Regions from separate parts of the Bicyclus anynana genome. Here region 1 is linked to region 2. Evidence: chromatin contacts called from public Hi-C data. All regions are on one chromosome and are shown on one strand. The core of a region is the stretch at or near the end of the contact, and the rest is flanking DNA. Distances in the headings are between cores, read along the strand shown. Region 1 holds the start of LOC112058407 (protein 4.1 homolog). Region 2 overlaps LOC112058407 (protein 4.1 homolog).

Region 1 (6,090 bases), core at 2,047-4,546, 44 kb after region 2:
CGGAGACCCGCCGGCAAATGTATATAAAATGTACGTAGGCGCGAGACAAAATCCATGTGCCTAACTGGAAGCTAGACTAAAGACGACACGCTCACACGAGCTGTTTCCAAAAAAACGTCTTCGATGTACGAACGCATAAAACGCTAATCTGTAACTGCCCTTAGGACAAAGATGGATTATAATTTTATACATAATGTACACTACACTGTATCACCTCATATTAACCGGAAGTTGAGAAACGTCACGGAAATAGTTCTGGCTAATGCTTGATTACAATACAAGACTATGAGCCGACACTTAACTGACAAAACGGATATGTTTCCGAATTTACAGGATATGTTTTAGGAAGTGTGCTGAGGAGTTATACCCAGACTCATATATCCTTCACATTTTACCAATGCACTGCAAGACAATGGGTACATTCCTATATCATTGATGAAAGTCGTTTTGTATGCTGTCTTTAAAGTAATCATAAATTATACTACTACTACTACTACTACTAGAGGTACAGAATACCCTGATCCCTAGAACTTGGATATTAAAACAGTGAATAATAAATGTATTATACATATATTTAATTAGTTTTTGTAATCAACTCTCTTATACTACTGAGTATCTCTGTATTACAGTAATTATCTCAACTTTTATTGATTAATGAATGATTCAGTTGTTAAGATAACAACATTTGTGAATGGACACAATTCTTGCCTCAAGTGATTGGACCTTGGCACAATGTAGCCTCAACCTTTTATTATTATCCAACTAAAATGGCCCAGTGACATCATGGCTGCATTGAGTTGAGCTGATGCCTTCCTGGTGATGTCATCACGGTTTTGTGATCAAAATCATTGTGATCATTGGTTTGATTAACTAAATAATATCATTATGTGTACACAACTATAATAGTCATTGTATTCAGACCCCTCTAATTACCACAACTCTGTAATAATATAGCCAATTTAGTCTAGGAAAGAACAAGCATGTTTATACAAAAAGAAAGAAATAGTAATGAAAATATAGTAACTAAGTAAAATGAAAAGATGATATTAATGCATGGTACCAAAATAGTCTACACTCAGCATTGTGTTTATATCTTAATATATAAATATGAAAAATCATCACAAAATCTCAAAAACCACTTTATGTACAAAGATGAAATTTGGCAGGGAGGTGGTTTATAGTTAGTAAATGTCTAAGAATGGATTTTGCTGTAGGGCCAGATTAAGGAGGTCCAAAGGCAAGAAGAAGTCGTGGGGGCGTCCACTTAAACAAAATTAAAGAATATTCCTTTAGTACACACCAAATGTGCAGTTAGAACAGCCCCCTCTCAAGTTACGAAATGCTAAATTGTGCAGGTGTAAGCCCCTCTAAAATATTTTACAGGGCAACTACTAGTTGCCCTTACAGACACATAGAATTATACTGAGATACTTTTATACAATTACAGTCAACTCTGTCAATAACAACAGCCAGTATGTAATATGTATACTTAAGTAGTATAAGTTCACTACATATAATAACTGTGTTATCTTTAGGTACAATAAATATAATGACCATGCCATCACTACCACCTGTATGCACATGCAACTGGTTTATAATGTGCCTTGTTGTTAACAAACATAACATTATAAAACTGACCACAACTGTGGTTTACATTTAAGGTAATTAAAATTTTGTCTCCAAAGTTACTGTAATAGAAACATGAAAGGGCAATTAGTTGGACTTGTCATTCAAAAAACCAATGGACATCATTATCAGCCCAATTTAACAGCTTACAACTGGGCCATACCTCCCTCCTTATAGGAGAAGATGTCCAGCTTAGACTTACCACATTGCTCCAATGCGTGTTATTGCTAAGAACCACTATCAGATGTTAATGGTAATGGCAGAGGCTGACTGCTCAGTGTGCTCTCTGAGTCTGAGTTATGTTGCTAGAATAGTGACCCTCACTAGCAAGCGTAATGAGGCAACTCTCCTAAGACTTGTGATATCAAACTGGTTGCAAGGTAATGCCTGATACAGGCAACTTATGACAGTTTGGAAATTATCACAGAAAACCTATATTCTAGTGGGGATCCATTGGTTAATAATTACATTTCATGTTTAGCTGCAGCTTCAAATGATTATGAGTTTATAATAATTTAATTTAAAAATATGTACTTGTGTATTTTTATGGAGTATTCATACAACAGAGGTGGTTCTGTCCCAGCAACACATTGAATAACTTTCTACAACCTTACTCTTAGCTTGATTGACACAGTTGATTTAAAAGTTTTTATTAAAATACCATTACATTCTATAGAGCATTTTTTTTGAATTTTCTTGCTTGTTTTTTTGCACTTTTGTTAGTGACAAGATAGTGTTTATTTATATTTGAAATGGAAACTTCTGTAATGAATAATAAAAAATACAAGATATAAATAGAATAACTATAATTATAATTCGAGATAATAATTGCACACTTTCCTGTATGTAATATACCTACTAACGTTAATTTACCGCAAGTAAATTAATCTACTGATTTATATTTCAACAAACACTCAACACATATTTTTCATGTTACAATACCATTTCACAAACTGTAATTGCTATGTTTTTGCGAAGATAAGTACGTCATAATGGAGTATGGCTTACAAACACCGTAGACACGGCAAAGAGTGTGTTTATTGTAGTAACAGTACGTAGTACTCTATAAAAAGTAGGCCACAGCCGCCGCGCCCTGCAAGCCCTACGAATCGAAAGCAATATCCAAAATCGTATTAGGTACATAGCGGTTTTTCATATAAATTCCAATAAGAACAAATACATACTTCGTAAGAGTAAAACAATCGTCATTTATAATGTGGATTTAACTTGAATCCAAAGCAGTCATTCAGATAATTAAGGTTTTAAGTGTTCAAATATATTTGTTTTGGGTTTGGGATGCAGTTATGAGGTTTGAAGCGTAAAGTAACTGACCTGTTTAGTAACAAGATCCCATTAATCGGCAACCAGAAGAACCGGAGCTCCAAGAACTCACTGTGTGCCGTGTTTCAGCACGTAAACATGGGAAGTTCACGATTGTAAAGGTAGAACTGGATATCACTCAATTACCACGAATCCACCTTTAGAACTCACATGCACTTACACTTTAGGTCTAAATAACAAGTTCTTATGTGTAAACTCTGGGAGCGGCTATTCACCGTGATTAATATTTTCATTCATCGCAATCTCGCAATGTGAAATCATTCGAGACGAGTGGCAGTTACGTTGCCCAACCGATTCCGAGGAAACTACAATTTGCGGAGCGCGGGCTCGGGCGGGGGCAGGGAAGCTCGCGTCATCCGCCATGTTGAATCATTACGTCATGCCTAAAAAATGTTAAAAATTATTAATTAGCTCGTCTCTAAAACTTGAATTTACATTACACAAAAAAATATAATTAAAAATTATAATATTTTCCAATTCGATCCCTGAAATAAAAATCTAAATAATTTATTGTAAAATATTATTGGCAAAAATATACTGACCATAGTGAAGCAGAGCAAAGTCATCAAGTAGGTAAGCTAATAGATAAGACTATGGTCTTGATTATAAATTGATAAAGTTTAACAATGCCTTTGACATTGTTATCATTTTATTTTTATTTACTTGAATACTTTTATTAGAAAACTGCAAAAATAATATTTCACAAACTATAATTGCTGTTTTTTTTTTTGCACTTTTATGCATATTATATTTTTGTCGAAAAGTTATGTAATAAAGGAGAGTGAGAGCTTCTGAGATCAATGTATGTTAATTTTAGTTATCATTCTCCTAGACGTAACTCACTCACTCACCACACTTAACGTAAATGTAATTTGTAGTTTAATTTTTAAATTTAACCGGACAACAGACAACAATGCTGTATATACCTTTAAAAGATGGCTTCGTCTAGCACTAGTACTTTTTAAGTTTATCTGTGTATAGATTATTAATTTTTTTTGTTGTCATTGTTGGTATATCAATAAATAAATAATAAATAGACGGAAAAAATATTGTTTGCGACGTGATTACGAGAATTTTTAATTTTTAAATATTTTTATGAAAATACGAGCCAAAGCGCTATCAACCATATGGTCTATGTTTTTTGTTTCACGACATCACGATAACATATCAAATTCTTATGTAAATATATCAAACATAACAACATTAAATTATAATTATGGTATTCTTTCATAGCCTTATATATCTCATTTGTTTGTCTTTTATGCATTATATATTATATATATTTATGTACTATAAGTATTCCTTTTTGTGTTGTAGATGGTAGCTAACAAAGTAATCCAACTATTGTATCATAGATAAACTGATAAATAATTTAACCTATTCTCTCCAAAGTACGCGACATTGGCAAAGTAAATTGTGCTGTCTTAGCATAACCAAAAGCCATTAAATTAAAGAAAAAGAATAAGGAATCCTATCAAATAACAACTTGTTAGAAGTGTCACATTGACATTTTGACATTTTGTTACATTCTGACGTCACGAAATGGATGACAGCCTGTTTGATGTTTGGAAAATATGTGGTTTAAGATCTTTATTTTCTCAAAAGAATTACATAAAATTCGCTTATATGAGAAATACAATTAACTCACTAAGGTAATTATTCACGTGTGTACATACTAATTAGACTTAAATCCTACATACAATAAATCAAAATAAATAATTGCTAAAAAAAAAGAAAAAAAAAAGAATGCGGGTAGATTTTAAATTACATGTTTGTTACCGGCTTCTTACGTAGTATACTTGACTAGTTTTAATGAAACAAAGATTATAGCTTACTGGATGCGGCATGTGTTACAATGACATGTTATTCAATAAATAAAATTTTAATTTCTTTTTGTAAATAAACATAGATTTAGCTTCTTTGATATCAGATGGTAACTTATTGTAGATCTGTGCTCCTTCAAATATAATATTTTTGTTACCATAGTTCTAGGCTAGTACGAGGTTTGTGACTTAGTAAAAGGTGATTTGCTCGGCGAAATGCTCGTTTTTGTACTTGATTTTTTTTCGTAAAAGTGATTTTTGAATGTAGATCTTTATTTAGTATTTTCCGAATCAGAATTGAAGTGCTATATATGTATGTTTGCTTTATGTTAAGTAATTTTGTTTCTTTGTATATTTTATTGGTAGGTGTTAGAAAGTCGTAATGAAATAAAACCTTAATAATTTTATTTTGTGCTCTCTGAATGATGTTTAGGTTGGTTTTTGTTGCTGTTCCCCATAATAATAAATATAAAAAAATACATGTTTTTAAATAAAGTTTTATAAATCCTTTACTTTTATCAATACGGACGCGAACGCCCGCGACTTCGTCCGCGTGAAACTCGATGAAAACTTTCAACTACCCCTACCCTACCCTATCCCTACCCTACCCTACCCCTACTCTAACCATACCCTACCCCTACCCTGCCCCTACTCTACCCCTACCCCTACCCTACCCCTACCCTACCCCTACCCCTACCCTACTCCTACCCCTACCCTATTGGACATTTATTATTGCAGCGCAAGGGGGAAATAATGCATGTCCATTTCTCTCATACTTGTTGCTTTTTGTAAAATATTACACTATTGTCTATGATCCTAAAAATTACATGTCATTCGAACAAAAGTCATCGTCAAATGTCAATTTAATTGTCAAATGTCAACAAGCTATGAATATGAAATGAAATGAAGAAGAATTTTGTTGTTTTCCTTTGAGTTTCAAGGTGTTCTCTTGGATAAAATAGTTGAATTTTATCATTAATGCTTTAAATACCGCTCATGTTACGTTGATTCTAGTAAATAGTAAGTTGTTACAAGCGACACAGGGATTATAACAATAATTCAAAGAAAAACAAGTCATGCAAGGTATTGAGTCAGTCACAACTTCCTATCCTCTAATCTTTATTGATTGCCACACAAAGTAGAATCCCTTTGCTTATATTTGTTAACTGTTCGTTATATTCTCCAGACACAAGACCAGAACTGTATGAAGAGGTGAAACTTTACAGAAATGCCAGAGAGCGCGAAAAGTAAGCAATCATTACTATGTTATTTTATACTTATTGTGTTTTAGGGGAAATGT
Region 2 (5,643 bases), core at 2,274-4,773:
GGGTAGAACTTCACTGCGAAACGCAGCGACCACGGCTCATCTGTACACAAACAATAACTTGAAAGCAACTTGTAGAGTCAAGGCGATCCAGCAATATGCAAAGAGCAAGTACGGAGCCGTGATAGCCCAATGGATATGACCTCTGCCTCCGATTCCGGAGGGTATGTTCCGGTCCGGGGCATGCACATCCAACTTTCCAGTTGTGTGCATTTTAAGAAATTAAATATCACGTGTCTCAAAAAAATTCTCTGGTATGGAACCAGAGAATTTTCTTAATTCTCTGCGTGTGTGAAATCTGTGGTAAACTATTTGCCTAACCCTTCTCATTCTGTGAGGAGACTCAGCAGTGAGCCGAATATGGGTTGATAATGATAAAGTACAGGGCCTCCCTTTGGTTTAATAAGATAATGTTTGGTTTTGTCGGGACCGACGATTTGACGTGCTCTCAGAGTCACGGGGGTGATTCATCACCAACTTCCCAATTCTTATTGAAAATTAATTAAAAGAAAGAAAATGTATTAAATATCTTCATCTTCAGACTTAGATCATTTAACTTTAAATTTAATTTATTAAAACAAAATGGTCTATTCGTGAAATTTCTCAAAGTTTAAACACATACGTTTCAGCAACTTAGAGACGCGTTTCTCCAGGTCGAGCCACACTCGAGGGTCGCCCCGGTCCTCGTACAGCAGCCCGAAGTAGTCCTTCTCCACCAGGTTCAGGCTGTCGCACACTTTGCTGAGGAGGTCGTGCCCGCGGATCTTTCTCTGGAAGTTAACAACCATTGCTTTTTTTATACCAACTCACAAATGATAAATGGCTCATTTGACTCTAAATTAATGTAAGAAAAATGTATTGGAATAAAACAATTTCTTAGATTAGTAAAGAGAGAGTGACAGTATTAATCAGCCGAAATCATCAATAAATACCCTCAAACAGGGTTTTTGGAACAGTTACCAAATTACCACATTAACGTTTTAATGTCATAGCATTCATATCTTCTTGGAAAGGGACTGTCAGCGTTTTGCCTCGCCGTCAACCAGATGTCGACTGCTTCTATGGTGGGTTGACGGTGAGGTGATACGGGAGAGGGGTGAGGATGTATCATGTATGCAGAGACGTGATCGAGAACGGAGTAGTAAGCGCGCAGACATAGAGCAGTAGGCTTGTCCCGAGGCGAGACGAGTACGTTACGAATTTCATTAGTGTGCATTTGAATAAGTTGTAATTCATACAAATAATACGGAACGAGTTGAGAGACCTCTTTTTAAATTGATATGTACACTGCGTGTGCCTATGACCTTTGTTTCAGTACGAGATAGTCTACAAAGTGCACTACAAGTTAAGCGACATAAATGTAGTGTGAGACCTACATCAGCATCCAGATCCATGACGGAGCCATCCAGCAGCTCCACCTTGACCCTGGCCTGGTTGCCGGCGGGGCGGCGCTTGGGCGACTCCTTGGCCTTGGGCTTCTCCTCCTTGGCGCCCTTCGCGTCCTTCGCCACTCCCTCCGGCATCTTGCCGCGCTTCCGTCAACACCTGGAAAAACAATTGTTTTCTATCAGCTCAAATCAAAATCAGACGGAACGAACCAAGGACGCATAAGCTAGTGAGCCAATATTTTGGGCCTCAATAGTTTAACAATTCATAACTTGGAATGAAATCCGAGAGGACCTAGATATCCTTCACATCTTTTAGTTTTAAAATTTACCGAAATCAGGTTTTCATCACGAAATCCTTATAATGCTAGAGAGAGTTTTTTTCGAATTCTTATATTAGTTAGAATCTATGTAGAGAATATAGAAATAAACAAAACGTAAGCTAAAGTATTGTGAATATTCGGTAGATATCAGAACGTGGGTGATGTTGTTTCTTATAATTAAAACTGAATTTCTTGTAAAATCTCCTCATAAGAACTAGCCTTCAAACTCGGCAGTAGGTAAAAGACACTACAAACAGACAAACTTGACGTTGCAAATATTCCTTTATAGCAAGAATTAACGAATTTTAATAAAAAGAAACACCTAAAACGAATCGCACATTAAGGAAACCCGTATGCTGGGAACATAATCAACTAGAAAGCATGTCTAGTTTCGGTATACAAAAACGTGGCGTATCGTGTCTTGCGAATCATCGATCCAACACTAACGGGACTGTAATGTCGGACACACATGCGAATTCAATCTGCTGTTATGTTAGACATGGCTAACGGTCTTGGGATTACAAAAATTATCTGCGAACCAGCCGGGACCGAACCAGTTGACACAAATATTTATTGCTTTGCTGCATAAACAAGATAAAGATCAAAAACTACGACTCTACTTTGAAGCCTGATCCTAATTGCTCACAATTAGATGAAATTGTTTGAAACACCATAACTTCTCGTAACTGTACAAAATATACAAACATTTAAAGCGTCTTGTCGTGAATGTGATTTCTGTACCTACTCATGTCTAACAATTTATTTATATATATATAGCCACGATGGATTTATTAATTCTGTATCCTTAATGAAAGCATCGGCATGTATTGAATCAGAACTCAAAAACTTTGTCGCAGTCTCCCGACTTAGCTTTAATAAATTGTGTAACCAAATTGAATCGAAGTAAAACAAACTTTATAGCTACTAAACATAAAGTACAATATCGCAGTTGGTGATGGTTTTTCTAGAAAAATAATCCTCCAGTTATGGATTACAACAAAGCAAGCTCAGCAATTGAATGGATATAATGAGAATTTCTCCCATTCTCACGAGGCAGAAGGCGATGCGTTCGCCATTGACTGTGAAGTTATCAGGCAGGTACTACTTATACTTACGAGTACCAAACCTATCTAGGGATGTAGATGTTGAAAACCCAGTGTTTACCGGAACCGAATATTCAACTTATCGGATACGGAGCTGAAGCCGAACCGGAGACAGATGCGGAAACAAATGTCACAACAGTACAAACCCATCCTACGAACAAATTTTTTCCGTGTCTAACTGTAATTATACCGACAATCATGTCCGTCAGACCGGATCCAGACAGACAGTCAGACATCATTCAGATCCGTCAGACAGTGCAATGCCGCATGGTGGTAGTGCTTCCCGCTACAGACGAGCTCTGTCATAAAATGCTCTACTATTAACTAAATCTACTTCTACTAGTAGTGTCACTTCTAAGAAACACATGACCTTCTAAAAATGCTTGTAAATGAAGCCTATTTGAAATAATCAAAGACTTGAAGTTTAGAAAACTAGCGCAGCTGAAGTCGGAGTCAACCCACCACCTCCCATGGCCCCTCAGACTTCGCAGTCATTCGAGCCGAATCAGTGGGAGGGCGGGCCCGGTGCTTGCTCTTCGCATGTTCCCGGGCCGCCTTCTTGACTCCCTACAAATTCTTTATGTAGTCGGAGTCGGATATTTAAAATCAGTCGAACATTACGATTGTTCGGAATCGAAGTCGAATCTTCGTAACATCCCTAGTAGCTGCGGCTACGTACGCGGCCATTGTTTACGTTCACACGTATGCAATTATACGCGACCTGCATTCACTTCGCTGCTCCTCAATGTTACGACAACTTACAAAACAACTGTTTGATAGCTTTGCATTCATTTGGGTCTCGACAGATAGAACAAGAGATTGTGATCCACAGACCATCATCTTATAAAAGCTGATAGTTTGCTATCTACCTTCAGTAGGTAAATACGGTAGCCAATTATAAAGTTTAGTCTTTGGAAAGTAGTGTCAAAGGCGTCAGGCGAATTAGAGTAAGATCACCTTAGAGAAAGTTACTTAGGCTTAGATAGATTTTCACCAAGCTAAGTGCCTAGCTATTATCACCAAAGTTAAGAATATTTAACTGATGGTGTGCACATGTAAGTAAAGCTCCTAATCGACATCATTTATTCTGACATCTCATCATATCGAGTTATTTGTCTTTATCTTGGTACTAGCGGACCCCCGCGTTTACCCCATTCCTGTAAGAGTACGGAGATAAAATATAGCACATGACACTCACATATAACGTGGCTTTCTATTGGTTAAAGAATTTTCAAAATCGGTTCAGTAGATCCAGAGATTATCGCATCATAACAAACTTTACCTCTATTATTAACACCGACATAATGTACTAGTATAAGTAAATGAAACAAAAATAGAAAGGATACTCTTCATACCAAAAATCAAAAAGAATCGCGCGGTAATCTTTAAAAACACATAAATCCACTCATTGTATAATTGTCATCTGAAAAATGATATTCCAATGAAGGCATCTAAGGGAAGTCAGTCTTCACACGGGCATCGCTACGTGATCGAATGCTACGTTGGAGCGAGTAGCGACTAACTTGTACGGAGGGCCATTGTTGTGGGTACTGGGTACTGGTTACATCACCGGTGGCATTGTCACGTGCTCGGAATGGGCCCATATGTGACACACACACAGACAAACACATCAATGTGTGGACGGAGTTATTGTTGTAATATTATCAACGATTTGTGTTGCTTACTCAAAGTAATTTTAGTTACAGTTAATTAAGGAAGCACTAAAACACAATACACTAATTATAGAAAACGGTTAATTTATTAAATACCTTGTAAGTCCTAGGCAGTGCATATTTGCAAATATATATAAAGTGCACGTCACTTTATAGTGATATTTATTCGCCAATCGTTGACTATAAAGAACTTTGCAATTAATACAGTGGAGGAAAAATCACAAACATGCGATACGAAATATACGAAATATCAAATTTTAGGGAAAATAACAAAACAAATTAGCTATTGGAGGCTATCAAAGGACTGCGTACCAACATTTTCCTTTGTCAATAGTCAATCTATTTATTCCGTGCTTGCCTACAAAAAGGTAGGTGAAATCACAATAACAAGTACAACGAACTACGTTTTTCTAGTTCACCGTGCAAGTACATGCCCACGTAATTTGAAATGAATTGACTCTCAGCAGAGACGGAGCCGCGCTGTGAATAGAGCACTCATTATGGGCTCTATACTTAACATAGACCATTATTACTCATCGCTCGTACTTTTTAATATTATACATCGAATGCTGTAATTCTCTGCTTTCGAATACTTTTTATACAGACGTGTGACACGTCGGGTACCATTATTTTGTGGTAGAGGAAACACCTCGAACAGGTCTCAGGACTTGTGACAGTAAGTTTAAAGGATCCTTTCAGAATGCATCTTTCATCAATTTCTTAAATGGACCAACTTTTCAGTTGTGTGCATTTTAAGAAATTCAATATCAGAGGTCTCAAACGGTGAAGGAAAAACATCGTAAAAAATCCTACATACCAGAGAATTTTCTTAGTTCTCTGCGTGTGTGAAGTCTGCCAATCCGCATTGGGTCAGCGTAGTAGACTATTGGCCTAAACCCTCTCATTCTGGGAGGAGACTCGAGATCAACAGTGAGCCGAATATGGGTTGAATATGGGTAATATAAATAGTATAGATGAAATATTAGTCCAGCCCTTATCAACAGATACATCAGTATTAGCGATAAGTGATTCATGGCGTATGACTCGGGGCGGACTCGGACTGCAGTTCGTGCTAATTTACGGCCACTTTAACTGCTCGGTGCTAATCACTGACTCACGGCAATAAATTCGTTACCTCTGAAACAGTTTTTATCGATTTTAC

The links. Hi-C and Micro-C count contacts between places; a contact is called where the count stands out from the background.
Region 1: a Hi-C map of whole larva shows a contact between it and region 2, with 6 times the contacts expected there. The contact joins the promoter of LOC112058407 here to the enhancer-like site in region 2. A contact is called at or near these places in 2 of 2 Hi-C or Micro-C datasets (whole body and whole larva).

Annotation. Positions count from the first base shown.
Region 1 is chr2:19,021,058-19,027,147 of ilBicAnyn1.1, forward strand. LOC112058407 (protein 4.1 homolog) reads right to left here and starts at 3,297. Exons shown (of 18, transcript XM_052888610.1): 1 at 2,959-3,297. It overlaps LOC112058406 (vacuolar protein sorting-associated protein 28 homolog), which reads left to right and starts at 5,672. Exons shown (of 7, transcript XM_024099207.2): 1 at 5,672-5,873; 2 at 5,977-6,037. The coding sequence starts at 5,867.
Region 2 is chr2:18,977,093-18,982,735 of ilBicAnyn1.1, forward strand. LOC112058407 (protein 4.1 homolog) reads right to left here. Exons shown (of 18, transcript XM_052888610.1): 2 at 1,374-1,542; 3 at 620-767; 4 at 1-40. The coding sequence starts at 1,520. Among protein-coding and RNA genes, the nearest start is that of LOC112058407, 44 kb to the right of the region's middle. Within about 2 kb of position 3,524, at least 5 of the 8 cell types and tissues checked have open chromatin away from gene starts, as enhancers often do.